Regions from separate parts of the Rattus norvegicus genome. Here region 2 is linked to region 1. A link is a contact called in public Hi-C data. All regions are on one chromosome and are shown on one strand. Each heading gives the region's core, a stretch centred on a gene start, on an enhancer-like site or on the middle of the called end of the contact. The rest is flanking DNA. Distances are from core to core; before and after follow the strand shown.

Evidence for each region. A called contact is a pair of places that touch in the nucleus more often than the background predicts.
Region 2: a Hi-C map of the A7r5 cell line shows a contact between it and region 1, with 13 times the contacts expected there. The contact joins two enhancer-like sites. A contact is called at or near these places in 7 of 12 Hi-C or Micro-C datasets (the A7r5 cell line, Schwann cells, frontal cortex and 4 more).

What each region holds. Positions count from the first base shown.
Region 1 is chr9:105,737,676-105,744,858 of GRCr8, forward strand. Gin1 (gypsy retrotransposon integrase 1) reads right to left here. Exons shown (of 8, transcript NM_001025012.1): 8 at 4,414-4,784. The coding sequence ends at 4,510. It also overlaps a transcript of Ppip5k2 not described here. Among named protein-coding and RNA genes, the nearest start is that of Gin1, 21 kb to the right of the region's middle. Within about 2 kb of position 1,591, at least 2 of the 93 cell types and tissues checked have an H3K27ac peak or open chromatin away from gene starts, as enhancers often do. A contact at or near this core is called in the A7r5 cell line, where this site is marked.
Region 2 is chr9:106,085,112-106,092,378 of GRCr8, forward strand. The region is part of intron 9 of Pdzph1 (PDZ and pleckstrin homology domains 1); the gene reads right to left. Among named protein-coding and RNA genes, the nearest start is that of Pdzph1, 88 kb to the right of the region's middle. Within about 2 kb of position 5,955, at least 5 of the 93 cell types and tissues checked have an H3K27ac peak or open chromatin away from gene starts, as enhancers often do. A contact at or near this core is called in the A7r5 cell line, where this site is marked.

The DNA of each region.
Region 1 (7,183 bases), core at 341-2,840:
GTAGTCAAGTTGACAGCCAAGAATAGCCACCACACTACCTCGCCTTTTAAAAGAATAGCCAAAGTTTATTGATGCTTACTCTTCTGACTGATGATCTTTTTCTCCATGTATCTCCTGTCCATGGAGAAATGTCTATTCATTTTTTTGTCCATTTTTTCAACCAGTTTTAAAGTAATGCCGCTTAGCTGTTGAGTTCCTTTCCTACTTTTTCTACTGACATCTTCTCTGTACATTTTCTCCCATCCCACAGGTTGTGCCTACACTTTTTTGTTTTGCTGGGTAGAAGGATTTTTGTTTAATGCAATTCTACAAGCCTTATTTTACTTTAGTTGATTGTGTTTGAGGCAAAATACAAAAATCATTGTGGAGATCATTATCAGCAGGACTTTTTAGATTTCTTCTAGAAACTTTAGGTCTAGGACTAAACAGTTTAGGTCTACTCTGACTTTAATTTTTATATTATATTAGTTGTGTTATATGTAGGTAGTTTACTGAAGAAAACCTTCAACATTTTGCATGCCTGGAAAGCATTGATGATTACTTAACTGGAAAGGGGAGATGGCTCAGTGGGTAAAACATTTATTATGGGAGCCTGATGGACTGAGTTCAGGATCCATAACGCTTCTAAAGATGACTAGACAGAAACAATTTCACAAAGCTGTTTTCTGACACACACTCTCCCCACCTTTCTCTTTCCACTCCAACTAATGGATAAACACAAAGACAAAACTCTAAAACGTAACTATAAATGCATAGATATTTGTCTTACAGTTTCTCTTGCTCTGATGAAACACCGTGACTATAAGTAACTTGGGGCTTGGCTTACACTTGGCCTACATTTGTACATCATATTTCATCATCAAAGGAACTCAGGACATAAACTCAAACTGGGTAGGAACCTAGAGGCAGAAACTGACACTGAGGTCAGGAAAGATTGTTGCTTACTGGACTGCTTTCTTACAGCACCCAAGACCACCTGAGACGGCACCACCCACAATGATTGCTATCCTGCTGCATCAGTCCTCCGTCGAGAGAATTCACCACATGTCACCATACAGCTAAGGTAGGTCTGCCAGAAGCCAGATGTTAGAAGTCTATGCTAACCCCTCACTGATGCAACCCTACTCCCAGCACTAATGTAATTATCAGTTTTGTCGTTTAAAACATTACTCCTGAGCTTTGGCACCAACAGGGACTGGAGATAGTACCTATGCTTGGCCTGGCCATTATTAAAGGGCTCGTAATACTCCGAATTGGCTTAAGTAGCATGGCTGCTGGTAACTGTCCAGAGTGGATTGTTTCACAATGAACCATTCCGACAAGGAAAGAGTGGGAGGCTCCTTGTGAACTGAACAAAGGTCAGGCGAAAAGGATAAAACCTTGAGAATTCTTTTGGATACAGAATTCCAAGGATATAGAAATGGTAAACAGCTCCTGGGAGAGGAGATTAATTACCAGGAGAAGATTCTCCACCTGTCTGGCTGCTACAGCTCTGGGGATTTTGTGTTTATCATCTGTCACCCGTGTTGGGCTGTTCTTTGGTGACACAGCTGTTGTGAGTCTTCTGCTCCTGTTCACAACCCCAATAAAAATGCACTGACTCACTAGGAAGGGGAATGTTCACCACAGCCTTGCCCACAATCCAGGCTGGTGGGGCATTTTCTCAGTTGACAAGTTGCTCTTTTCTTGCTGATTTAAAAACTCTTTGGTTCCTAAGAATTTGATTATGTCAGGTAAAGGTATTTTTATAGTTAATATAAGCAGGGCTCATGAATCTGGATACTGGTTTTCCACTCTTGATATGGTTACCTTTGCAACATTAATTTCTCAAACACTTCATCCCCTTTCTGGATGAAAAGTCACTATCCAGATGCACGAGCTCCAACCACACCAAACGTGAAGACCTTAGCAGGGACAGTGTGACAGTCACTCCAACCACACCAAACGTGAAGACCTTAGCAGGGACAGTGTGACAGTCACTCCAACCACACCAAACGTGAAGACCTTAGCAGGGACAGTGTGACAGTCACTCCAACCACACCAAACGTGAAGACCTTAGCAGGGACAGTGTGACAGTCACTCCAACCACACCAAACGTGAAGACCTTAGCAGGGACAGTGTGACAGTCACTCCAACCACACCAAACGTGAAGACCTTAGCAGGGACAGTGTGACAGTCACTCCAACCACACCAAACGTGAAGACCTTAGCAGGGACAGTGTGACAGTCACTCCCGAGTTGCTGCCTCTCTGGAGCACAAAGTTCCTTGGGTCTTTCATTTCCACAGGTCGGAAGTTTAACTGGGTGGGGCTTTGTCCTAAAGGTCCACCTCCACGAATTCCAACAAAGATCACTCTTAACCAGCCCAGCCCCCAGCAACTACGAGCTAGTACTGTACATTCCCACCTCAAACACCACATTCAAGAGCCTTTCAGTTAATCTAGACATTCCTCACTTAACTCTTCTTCGAAGATAATTCTAGACTGTGTCTGGAATATAACTAACATTGTCTATCACAGTTTCTTTTTGCTAAACCGCTCATTCCTTTTCCTATGTATTGTTTCAGATTTTTTAAAGTTGCCTATGTTCACCTGTAGATTATTTGAACTTTCCATGCACATTTTCTACAGAGGTTTCTTGAGGGCCAGCAATTGGTGATTATTCTGAAAGCTTGGTTGTATAATGTTTCTGATTATTCATGATTCTCACATTCTTATGCTGGTGTCTACATACCTGAAGAAGTGGCCATCTCTCCTTTTCTTTGTAGAATATTTCGGAAGGGAAAGCTCTTTACTAATCTGACCAGACTCTGTGGGTGATTTATCTGATAATTACCTTACGTGGTTGTTCACAGCAGCTTATTTCACGGGGTCCTCATGATGCTATTATCAATGTGGGGGTGGGGGGTGGTGGTGGGGGTAGGACCAGTGGGTAAAGGTAGTAAGGAGAAGCTTGAAACACCCTTAGAGATGGTAAACTTCAGTGAATTTTTAAATACACACCGCAAAAATTATCACCACTAATTACAAAACAGAATGAAATTCTATACCCATGGCAGAGCATGACATTTAACCATTGTAGCAAAGTGCACAATGTTTTGGTGAGTCCCCTCTGATCCAGTGCTCATTTCAGGATGTTACCCTCCCTTTGCCATTTCAGGAACTAAGCTCCATCCCTCGACATTTCTGAGATGAAACTGCATCAGTTGGTCACTGATGATAAAGAAGGACACACAGGTGGCCAGGAAATAAAGCTTTATTGTTCTAGGCCCCTAAGATCTGGGGATAATTTGCAAGAAGAATAATGTAGCCTGATATGACTCACACACAAAAATCTGATGAGAAATTATTTAGGAACGAAAAACTTTATTTTTAGCTGTTCAGAATCTGTCGCTCAGAAATAAACACGAAAGCTAACTGGTCTCCTGAAATAGAACAAGTAAAATAGGCCAATTTCTAATCAGATGATCTCTACAGGAAACTTAGAAGAAAGTGACGTCATTGTGCTGACAAAGGACACAATCACCATCGACCATGTAGGCACTGCAGTAGGCTCCCTCCTGAGTTCTGCTCTGTTGAGAAGAGCAGGCTAAGGCTACTATACCCACTCCTTTTTGGTTTCTTTCTAGAAGTCTACCTGCAATGTCTTTGGTCTGTGATAGGAGGTCAGAGAGTTCACTCTTTCCCTCGGTCATGTGCCCTTCAGCTGGAGTATGCTCTACTGCTGCAGTGGATCCCTGTATGGATCCCAGTGCTCAATCTGGCTGGTGCCCATTCGCCTTCCGCATCAGCGTGTCCCATACACCACATTCAGAAACACACACACACACACACACACACACACACACACACACACACACACACACACTTTAAAAGTTCCAACGTCAGGCTGGACAGATGGCTCAGTGGTTAAGAGCACTGACTGCTCTTGCAGAGGTCCTGAGTTCAAATCCCAGTAACCACATGGTGGCTCACAACCATCTGTAATGGGGATCTGATGGCATCTTCTGGTGTGTCTGAATTCAGTGACAGTGAACTCACATACATGAAATAAATAAGTAAATAAATAAATAAACCTTTTAAAAAAAGTTCCAATGTCAGAGATAAAGTTTCATTTCATTTATGTTATTGTTGACTCAAATATTATTAACTAAACTATAATTAGTTTAAATTTATTTAAAGGGGTTATACTGCTGAAAAATTAGAAGAGAAAATGCTGTACCAATATAGAAAAAAAGAGATTTCACTACTAGAATTTACTTCCTAGCAATATAGTTTGTCTGTTCTCTGATAAACTTCTGAGTTCTATGCAGTGTATACTTCTGTTACATATATTTATTTGTATTCAAACATGTAACAACTTAGGAAGGTTTAAAATAAACTTTCAGAATTTAGTTATTAACATAGTACCAAGATTTCTCTTCTATACAACCTATTTTAATAGATAAAATACTTACAAACTAGAAATATGTACATTCTATGCAAGCATTCGAAGTTCATTCTGGTATTCACTAACTGAGGTACTCAAGAACTTGATTTGAAGAATCCAGTAGACTGAAAGTCTGTTTCTCAAGAGAACTGTGGTCTTCTACCAACGCAGAGATTTTTGAATTTCTATATTCTAAGAGTTCATGATCCTTGCTTGATATCAATAATTCATTATCAACAATCCCGATCGTTGCATCTTCCACCAGAATATTAGCCTGGTATGTTCCAACTGGGATTTCAGGTAATCCAATGTAGTCGTGATCCGCCACTATGGAACCTTGCAGGAGATAAAGACTGTCTGGAAGAGAGATCGACATTTCACTTTAGAATTGAGGGAAACAGAAGTTTAAAGTTAAACAGTAAGCGAGGAGCAAAGCTTAAAGCAATAAAAATAAGTTATCAATATTAACTCAAAAAGCTTATCAAAGTGCGCATTGTAGCACACATCTTTAATCCTAGCAACTTGGGAGGCAGAGGTAAACAGATTTCCCACCCCACACTCCCCAAACAACCCAACCTCTTATCCATTAAACTTAAAGACATGCAAAAATCGAACAAAATTATGTACACTCCCCCACCCAACACACACTTAAAGACTGTAGGAACAGCAGATATACTGAAGTCAAGCTTCCTACTTCCTTGACTGCTCTTTGCTGTACACTGTCTATGTGCGACAAGCAGCAGCAGGACAGGTCAGGTCAGAATTACACAGCGATAACCTTGATTCTGATGATATGCATAATATGTTCCTACAAAGCATTTCTGTGGGGATTAAATCAGCTCTTTTTAGCCAGCTGAATTGCTACACTACATGTTTCTCATTTCAGATGCCGTCCAGTGTGTACAGACTTCACAGTAGTATCACTGTTGTCTATGGGTTATAATATAAAGCCATAAAGTAGACAAGGTAAAGTGGCTGAAACCTGGCTCGTGTGACAGGCATGTGTGAGCCAGGCACAGTGCGTGCCGTACTGTGAAGCAGCTAAACTCTTATTTAATTGTATGTGATAGTGAAAAACCTTAGGAAGGTTCCAGGTCTACCTCATCTACACCGAATGGGGAAACTTTTCTCCTCAGTATTTTGTTATTCTTTAGCAAACTCATCATTAGCCCTCGGGAAAACAGCTTTAAAATAAGATGTTAAACTATTAGCAAAGTAACACTGTCCTTCCGTATAAAGAGTACAGTAGAAAACATTCCTACCAGCTAATTCAATACAAAAGGAACTCATCTACCATAACTGACTGTCATCCCTGCACTGTCTTTCTGAATCTTCTTCCAAACACTAACAGATTCTCTGGAAGATTTTAATAGCTTACAGAACCCTCCGATCTAAGTTTAAGAACTGAAGACTAATTGCTCATTTAGATCTGAGAACAGTGGGAATCATTTCGGGATGTCTGAGAAAGTGACCCCTGTGTAGAAATTCATACACTTAAAAACTTAAAATTTATAAATGTTAGTAGCTCTTAGAAATCCACACTCTAAGCAGGCAGCATGAGTGGGCGTGTGGGAGTCTCTGTAAACAAGACCGCCAGAAACACTCTGCAAGAAGCAGGAAGGAAATCTGCTTCAATGCGACTTAGCCAGAATGGCTCAAACTTCTGGAGTCTGACATAGGCAGTTTATTTTAGCCATATTTAAGCAAAGCACAGTTTTGGAAAAACAGTTTCCTAGAGATAATTAACTCAATCCCATGTGTACAACAAAACCTAGGACGTGTTTATACTGAAACTCTCTACAACGTACATATGGCCTCTGCCATAAAGATGGGTTCTGTGGACTCCAAAACAATTCTTAAGATAAGCATCTCGGGAGAATTACTAAGGTAGATGTAAGAGCCTGTGGGAATTAGGACTGGTCTGGCACTAAAACAACAGAGGTTACCTAGCCTGAGGTAAAGTACAAGTGACATCTCTCAGAAGGATGGTTTCTTTACTGAGCGAGAGGCAATGCTCAAGACCTAGGGGACAGAGAAATGTAATAGTCTGGGGAAGTCAGGGAGGCTTGGCCCTATGGATAGCAAAACACTACCAGGTTATAAACTACATCCGTTCTCCGGTTGGAAAACAGGTGTGTGAGGCATCGAAACAACTGATTATTTTCAAACTTTTATATTATATTCCTCTTGTAGTATACCTTTTCCATGATAAAACAACTATAATTTGATACTAGATTAATATTGTTAGAATGTTAATAGTATGAGTAGTGAACTGGATGGACTCTGGGACTGGGAGTATGTAGCTACAAGGACAAAGGAACAATTTCTCTGCATACACTGTATTACGAGTGATGTGGAGCTCATGAGTATCATGTTCTAATGCTTGTTTTATTAATGAGACCATTAACTGTCCCAGCACAATGAGAGTCTCCCACTAATCTCACCAACCTGTGAACGTGTTGCTTTACATCACAAAGAGAAACCTGGGTAGTCATAAAATTAAAGCTGCCAATCAATGATCTGGTCTTAAAATTAGGGAGATCATCTTAAAATATTTGGGTGGATCCAAAAACAAACATCCCCAAATGCCTAAGACGAGAGACATTTGAGGCATCGCTGGCCTTGAGAACAGAAGCAAAGGAGGAATATCAAGAAGTAAAGAAGGTCGGTCCCCAGCTCCGAAAAAAAGAACCAAAAAAAAAAAAAAAAAAAAAAAAAAAAAAAAAGAAGAAGTAAAGAAGGATCTAGAAGCTAGA
Region 2 (7,267 bases), core at 4,705-7,204, 350 kb after region 1:
TTCTAAGTTGGTTGATAATTTTATTGTAATCCCGTTGGGCAAATATAACTTAACTATGGCTTTAAGACAGTTGGTCACCCCCTCAGGCTCTTAGAAACTTGACCATGAACAGTCACTCTATTGACATAGTTCAAGATTGTGAGATACAGAAAGTCACAATTCAAGTACCTTGTGCTCAGTACTCTAGTGACTGAGAGCCTGGTGTGAGCTCCACAGTATGGAGTGCACCTGCACACTCATGGCCAGATGTGTGCTCGATCACTCTCCTCCTCTCCTCAGTGCAGCACTAAATTAGCTTGTAGTAAAGTGTATGGATAAATTATCTTTCCTTATTTAGAAATAAGATGCTTTGTATGGTGTGGGGTATTGCAACCCTGTGCCCAACATAGAAGTATTCTGCTGCATAACAAAAAAGAGTCTGCAACTTTAAGATGAATCACCCACTTATTACTTTCCTTATTTATTTAAAACTTAATAATAACCAATCCTCCACCTCCACTGAGGAGTGTGTGCATATGTGCACGTGTGTTCATCTGTGTGTGTTTGATAAGTACCTGTCAGCTGTGTGTTAGAGTGAAGAAATGTGAGGGGAAAAAAGGAGATTTGATTTGCCCTTTCAAAGTGAAGTTTATATATATATATATATATATATATATATATATATATTAACACAGATGAGAAAAAAGTTCATTTTGAAAGAAATTCATGTTGGGAAGAAAAGAGTTTGATGTCGAAGTTGGCTTAAATAATGGGACTCATCTATGAAACAATCATAGATACGATTGCGACATGTGACTACATCAGCTCTTTGCCACTCTGTCCTCTACAGATAATCCGTCTACCTCCTCCTCAGTATACATCCCTACACATCTTCAAAGGCAAAAGTCATTACAATGCTAAATCCTACCTTGTATGACCTGACACAACCTTCCATCCCTGGCTCTAGGCTTTATGATTAAATTTCTCCAGTGATTTTCTTTGCTATTGTTAGCAAGGGCATGCTACAGATTTTCAGAACAATGCCAGAGCCATCACTGTTCCCTTCTAATAACACAAGAAAATATTGACTAACTTTTAGCTCTTTGTTTATTAGTCAGCTTATTTTTCTATTAAAAGAAAATAAAAGAGCAGTGAGCTCTCCAAGTTCCAGAGTAGGAACAATCTTTCTATCACCAATGCCATTTTATATAGCTACAGGAAGTGAGATAAATGCATGGCAGTTTTACGGACACACATTCTTTTGACATTATCATAATTTTCACCATAAAGTTAAAAAGTAAAGACTTACTGTGCTTTTATTTTCAATTTCTTTGGCCCAAGTGGTGACTTTGATAAGTTACATAGCAAAGGATATCAGTATGTGTGTCAATATTCTCAGTGCACAGGTCACTCAGTAGGACTGCCAAGAGTCAATTTGAGAGGAAAATGGGCATAGCGTGCCTACCCCAGCATATTATCTTTACATTTTCCTGTTAACAGTTTCCTTCATGCCCGCCTCTCTATACCACCGGATCCTCGATGACCTGATGAGCCTTGCGAAGCCTTAATTTCCTCTTGCTCCTATCTACGAGGAAGTGAATCAAAGGAGACTTGGCATTCACCCCTGAGAGATATTAGCTTCTGATATGGTGCAATAACAAATGAACTTTGATCCAGGAAGAACACAGAGTATTCTTTATTAAGGAAACAACTGTGCAGAAGATTAGAATGACGTAGAAGTTAAGATTGGTTTTAGCTATGAGGGCAGTGACATTCTAAAGGCGTTTCAAAGACATGCTCATACAATAGAAACACTCAAAGACAAGAAGTAATAGAATCAGCGGCAAGAGATACTTCAGTGGGTGATGGGCAAAGGCAAGGCTGCCTTCAGAAACTGGGAGCAGTGTCACAATGTTCTCCCACAACTGTGAACCCAGATGTTGGAAATCTGGGAACCTTGAGACCAGCCATGACTCCAACCATAACCTAGATCCTTGAAGGAACTATAGTCCCGATCTTTGCCCAGCCTGGGGATTTTAGACACACATTCTTAAATGTGTGAATCAAACGACGTACAATTGCAAAGCAAGCCAACTCCACTGACACACCATTATCCGCAGTACCCAGACATTAGAGGGAACGTGGAGATGATGGTATTTATTTCATTAACATTGTATTATTTGAACTGATTCCTTGTAGTAGTGAACGAACGATGTCAGAGGGTATCCAGTGCTGGGGATGATTTATGACTGGAAAGAGGTGCCGGAAAAAAACAAAACAAAACAAAACAAACAAACAAAAAAAAACCAGTTATCTGAACAGACACCAATTTAGCCTAAGCTTTGACACCAGTCTCCTTCCTGGGCTCTTAGTGCCACCATTGAAATTCAGCCACTTCGCTTTTGGATCATTTCTTCAATTATCTTATCTCTCCGACCTAATTAAAAGGTCCCTAGCTTACCCTACATCTAAGTGTCCAGAATCACCCCCGTAAGGCTAAAGGATTGCTTCATTTTATCCTTCTGGAATCAGAGCCAGGGCTCAAGTACAGTGGAGCTTTGAAGTCCGAATTAAGCTTTCTCAGACATGGCTCTGGTCTGTTCTCAGTCATAACGTAACCAACTGAACCCACTGACACCTTGTTGGACCAGCACAGACCTGCCCGCCTTCTCCTCACCCTGTTCTACTTAGAGTTCCCTTACCTCTTATTCCAATACCCTTGCAAATCCTACCATGTTGGAGGTCTAAGATCAATCTTCACCTACTGTAAGAGGACAGCCTTTTTACTAACCCTTACTTCTAAGGTAATGATCAGCTGCATCCTTCACAAGTAAAAGATTATCAATAAAAACGTTTAAAAAAAATAACGAACTGAAGGAGATTGAACACGGTGCTTCGGCCATCACCTAAGATCATGTTTCAGCAGACTAAAATTGTATATTCACATGTTTGTTTGTTTGTTTATAGATGTTTTTTACAGTGAGGTTTTTTTTTTTTTTAAGGTTACTTCTACATAGTTTTTAACTTGGGGTTCTCTTTTCAAAAACATCGCCTTCCTGTGACCTACGTGAGATTCTGGATTGAAGTTCTCACACCAACCAACTCCGGCTTCCCTGCTCCCCTAGCACCCGTTGTAGAACAACACCGCTTTAGAGCTGCTGATAGTATCAGATGTGACGGGCTCACTGTCCCCCGTGAGTTATTCAGAAGCAATTTCAACTCAGCAGAAATGAATTTCCCTTCCACGAAAAAGGCAAGTTTTGGCCATTTTTACTTTCTGCGATATCGAAGACCAAATAGACGGATACAGAATATTTATCAAGAAATCTCTCCTCTGAAGGCCAAAGTGACCTAAATTCATAACTCGTTGCGGGATTCAAATGCAACCTGATATCTGGATGAAAGAACTGGAGGAGAATTAATATTAAACTGACCTTGAGCTCCCTCTATTTCAAATTTGAAAAGAAAAAAGCTTCAAATTGCAGATGTCCCCTGTGTGATTTCAGAGCATATTTTTTTCCTATCGCTTGACCAGGCACTCCACCTCAAAGGTTTTTATTTTAAGATGTCTCACCCTTTGTAACTCACTCAGTACTGCAATTCTTCACAACCTTAGGCATTCATCCGACCAGCACACAAAATGGCAGAGTGCGCACAGAGATTTCAGAGCCTCAGCCTGGCTTGCCCTGTCGCTGTGTTTGGCCAAAACAAACTGGAGATGTCAGGCCGTGACATTGTGCAATATTTAGGACGGGGATGACTCAGTTGAAATGGAAACATTATCTTCGTCCTGAGGCGAAAGGGCAGATCTGCAAGTGGATACTCTTCATGTAAACAATGAGGATAAAGCTATCCCACAGGGAAAATAAAAAGGACAGTTACACCTCATGGGTAATTTATCTCAGGAGTCTGCCCTTGAGTGTTTTCCCTATGACTGCCCTGTGATAATAAAGGCATTTAGTTGACTGACTCTCCTTCTGTTGAAGTAGCAACTATGTAGTGCTTTAATAGTCTTTGAAAATGGTTTTCAGGCATCTGGATCAAGATTTCCAAAGGCACTGTCATCAGTTACAACTTACTAGAAAGTTCAGTACAAGAAAGAAGTCAGGAGTGGGTGGGGGAGCACCGTCTTAGAGGCAAAGGAAGGGGGGATTGGATGGGGGTTTGTGGAGGGAAGACTAGGAAGGGGGGACAACATTTGACATGTAAATAAATAAAATAGTCAATTAAAAAAATAAAGAAGTCAGATCCTCTCCCTTCCTGTTTTTGAGGATATAAGAAATAAGAAAAAAAATCATTAAGTTTGTCTGGTGACCATATACCAACCAGACAGCAGACAGCCTGACCTTTGCCCTTGATTATTGGAGTTGATAGATAGAAGGGTTAGCGAACACCCTAATACTTAATTAAAAAGGTAGGTCACCAACCCAAATTTACTTTAGCTTATTTTGCTCAGAGTCTGCCTTCTAAGACAAATGTGAACAGAGTCCGATGGTGTTCTTGAAATATCTTCTGCAACACGAGTGGGCAGGGCAGCCTTCCTACCCCCTGGCTCAGTACCACCAGGGCTTCTTCCTCACGGAGCCCCAAGGACAGGATGAGGTGAAGGCTCAAGACTTCAAGAATTAGAAACTGTACATCACTGTTCTCAAAATGCCACCATCCATATGGAAACATAATATTGTGGCCCCAAAGCCTGCCTGATGCCCCAACTTTGCTCAAGTGCAGAAAGAAATCATCTGCCTCTTTGCAGATTAGCAAGTCAACAATCACCAACATTACCAGTTCTTCTTCATAATGAGAAAGTCAAGGCTCTCTTAACACTAGTGTGTGTGTGTGTGTGTGTGTGTGTGTGTGTGTGTGTGTGTGTGTGTGAAAATTTTGTGAACTTATCTCTCTCCCCATTCTTCTGAAGAACTGGTATTACGAGGACGAATAGCTGTGTTTTCTTGGTTTTGTTTGGTTTTGTATTTTGAGAGGCAAAGGACTGGTAAAAATATCAGGATTCCATAGAGCTCCAGCTGTCTTTTCAGATGCCGATGCCTGGGATCTATGACGAGCTTCTGGGTGAGTCTAACTGTAGCTTTCCATTGATGCTTTTGAAAAAGTTGAGAGGAGATGGAACAGGTTGCTTTGAAGGCTCTCTCAGGCATCTGAGTGCCGCAGTTCTACAGTGTGTTCTTCTGGCCAGTTTTTTGTTTTGTTTTGTTACTGTTGTTGCCGCCTTTGTGTTTTGTTTTGTGATGTCCTCCTTCCTTTCAGCATGTCATCAGGGTTGTCTCAAGAGCTTAGTTCTGTCATGGGAGGAAAAGAGGCACAGTATCTGAATTTCAGAAGGAAATTCTTTGTGCCATCTGTAAGAAGCAACTTGATGGACTCTCAATACTTGTTCAAATGGTTCAGTGTTTCACTTCAGGTCCCCAGTTTCTTCCGACTACATCCTTCACTAGGATCTTTGGACACATTGTTATCACAGAGACCAGCTGCTTAGTTAGACACAAGAGGAAACACACTTCCAGCCTCAAGCCCCTCCCTTCAATTCACTGTGCCAGTGTCGAAAGTTACTCTGTGTCATTTTTTTTTTCCCAAAGAGAAGCGTTGACAGTGGTATCTCAGGCATAACGTAAGCTGTCCACAAGTAATTGATGAATAACTGAATGCGTGTAAAACTCCCTAAAGAGTAGCCCTTTTAAAGGTGAACAAAGGCACTGGTCAGTCTGGGAAGACTGGGAAGAATATCATTTGGGAAAAAAATTCTTATAAATTGTGACTTGAACATTGATTTTGTAAAAGGAACGTTGCAAAGAAAAAGCAGAAGGCGGTGGACGAACAAATGTACAGGAGGCCAAGGAGGGGTTTATTCCTATCCTTTGCAAGGAAAAGCCCTCTTAACGCTGTATAAGTAGTTCTAACAGAGCATCTCCGCAGGTACGAGCTCATCCAATCACCTACTGCCTGCCTAACACCCTTTCATACAGGAAGTGGCTGCCTGTGTCACTGCCAACAGGGGCTTCAGAGTGGAAAGTGCCTAAGCCTGTGAGCTTGGGATTCTCAAGCGAGCAATCACCTAACTTAATTAATGGACTTTATGTTGTATCATCTTCAGTACTCATTTTCTTCTTTTGTTGATTAGTTCTCATTTTCCTTCCAGCATTTACAAGACATGTGTTTCTAACGACTGCAAACTGTAACTTTGAAAACTAACTGTGAGTAAGCTGCGCCACCTACCGGGCGTCGTCTAAATTACACAGAAGGGTTTATGGAAGGAAGATAGACTTGGAGACAGATGGATGATCTTTAAGATTCTGGTGGCAGGCTGGTACAAGCACTCTGGAGATCAGCCTGGCAGTTCCTCAGAAAACTGGACATAGCACTACCTGAGAACCCAGCGATACCACTCTTGGGCATATACCCAGAAGATGCTCTAACACGTGCTCCACTATGTTCACAGAAGCCTTATTTATAATAGCCAGAAGTTGAAAAGAACCCAAATGTCCTTCAACAGAGGCACAGATACAGAAAATGTGGTACATTTACAGAATGGAGTACTATCCATCTATTAAAAACAATGACTACATGAAATTCTTAGGCAAATGGATGGAACTAGAAAATATCCTGAGTGAAGTAACCCAGTCACAAAAGAACACACATGGTGTGCACCCACTGATAAGTGGATATTATCCAAAAAGCTTGGAATACCGGAAATACAATTCACAAACCACATGAAGCTCAAGAAGAAGAAAGACCAAAGCGTGGATGCTTCAGTCCTTCTTAGAAAGGGGAACAAAATCACTCACAGGAGGAAATTCGAAGACATCGTGTGGAGCAGAGACTGAAGGAAAGGTCATCCAGAGACTGCCCCACCTGGGGATCCATCCCATATGCAGTCGCCAAACACACACAATATTGTGGATGCCAAGATGTACTTGCTGACAGGAGCCAGATATAGCTGTCTCCTGAGGGGCTGTGCCAGAGCCTGGTCAATACAGAGGTGGATGCTTGCAGCCAGCCATTGGACTGAGAACAGGGTCCCCAATGGAGGAGTTAGAGAAAGGACTGAAGGAGCTGAAGGAGTTTGCAACCCCATAGGAAGAACAATATCAACCAACCAGATACCCCAGAGCTCCCAGGGACTAAACCACCAACCAGTGAATATGTGTGGAGGGACCCATGATTCCAGCCACATATTCGACAGAGGATGGCATTGCCCAGCATCAATAGGAGGAAAAGCCCTTGGTCCTGTGAAAGCTCGTTTCCCCAGTGTAGGGGAGTGCCAGGGCATTGAGGT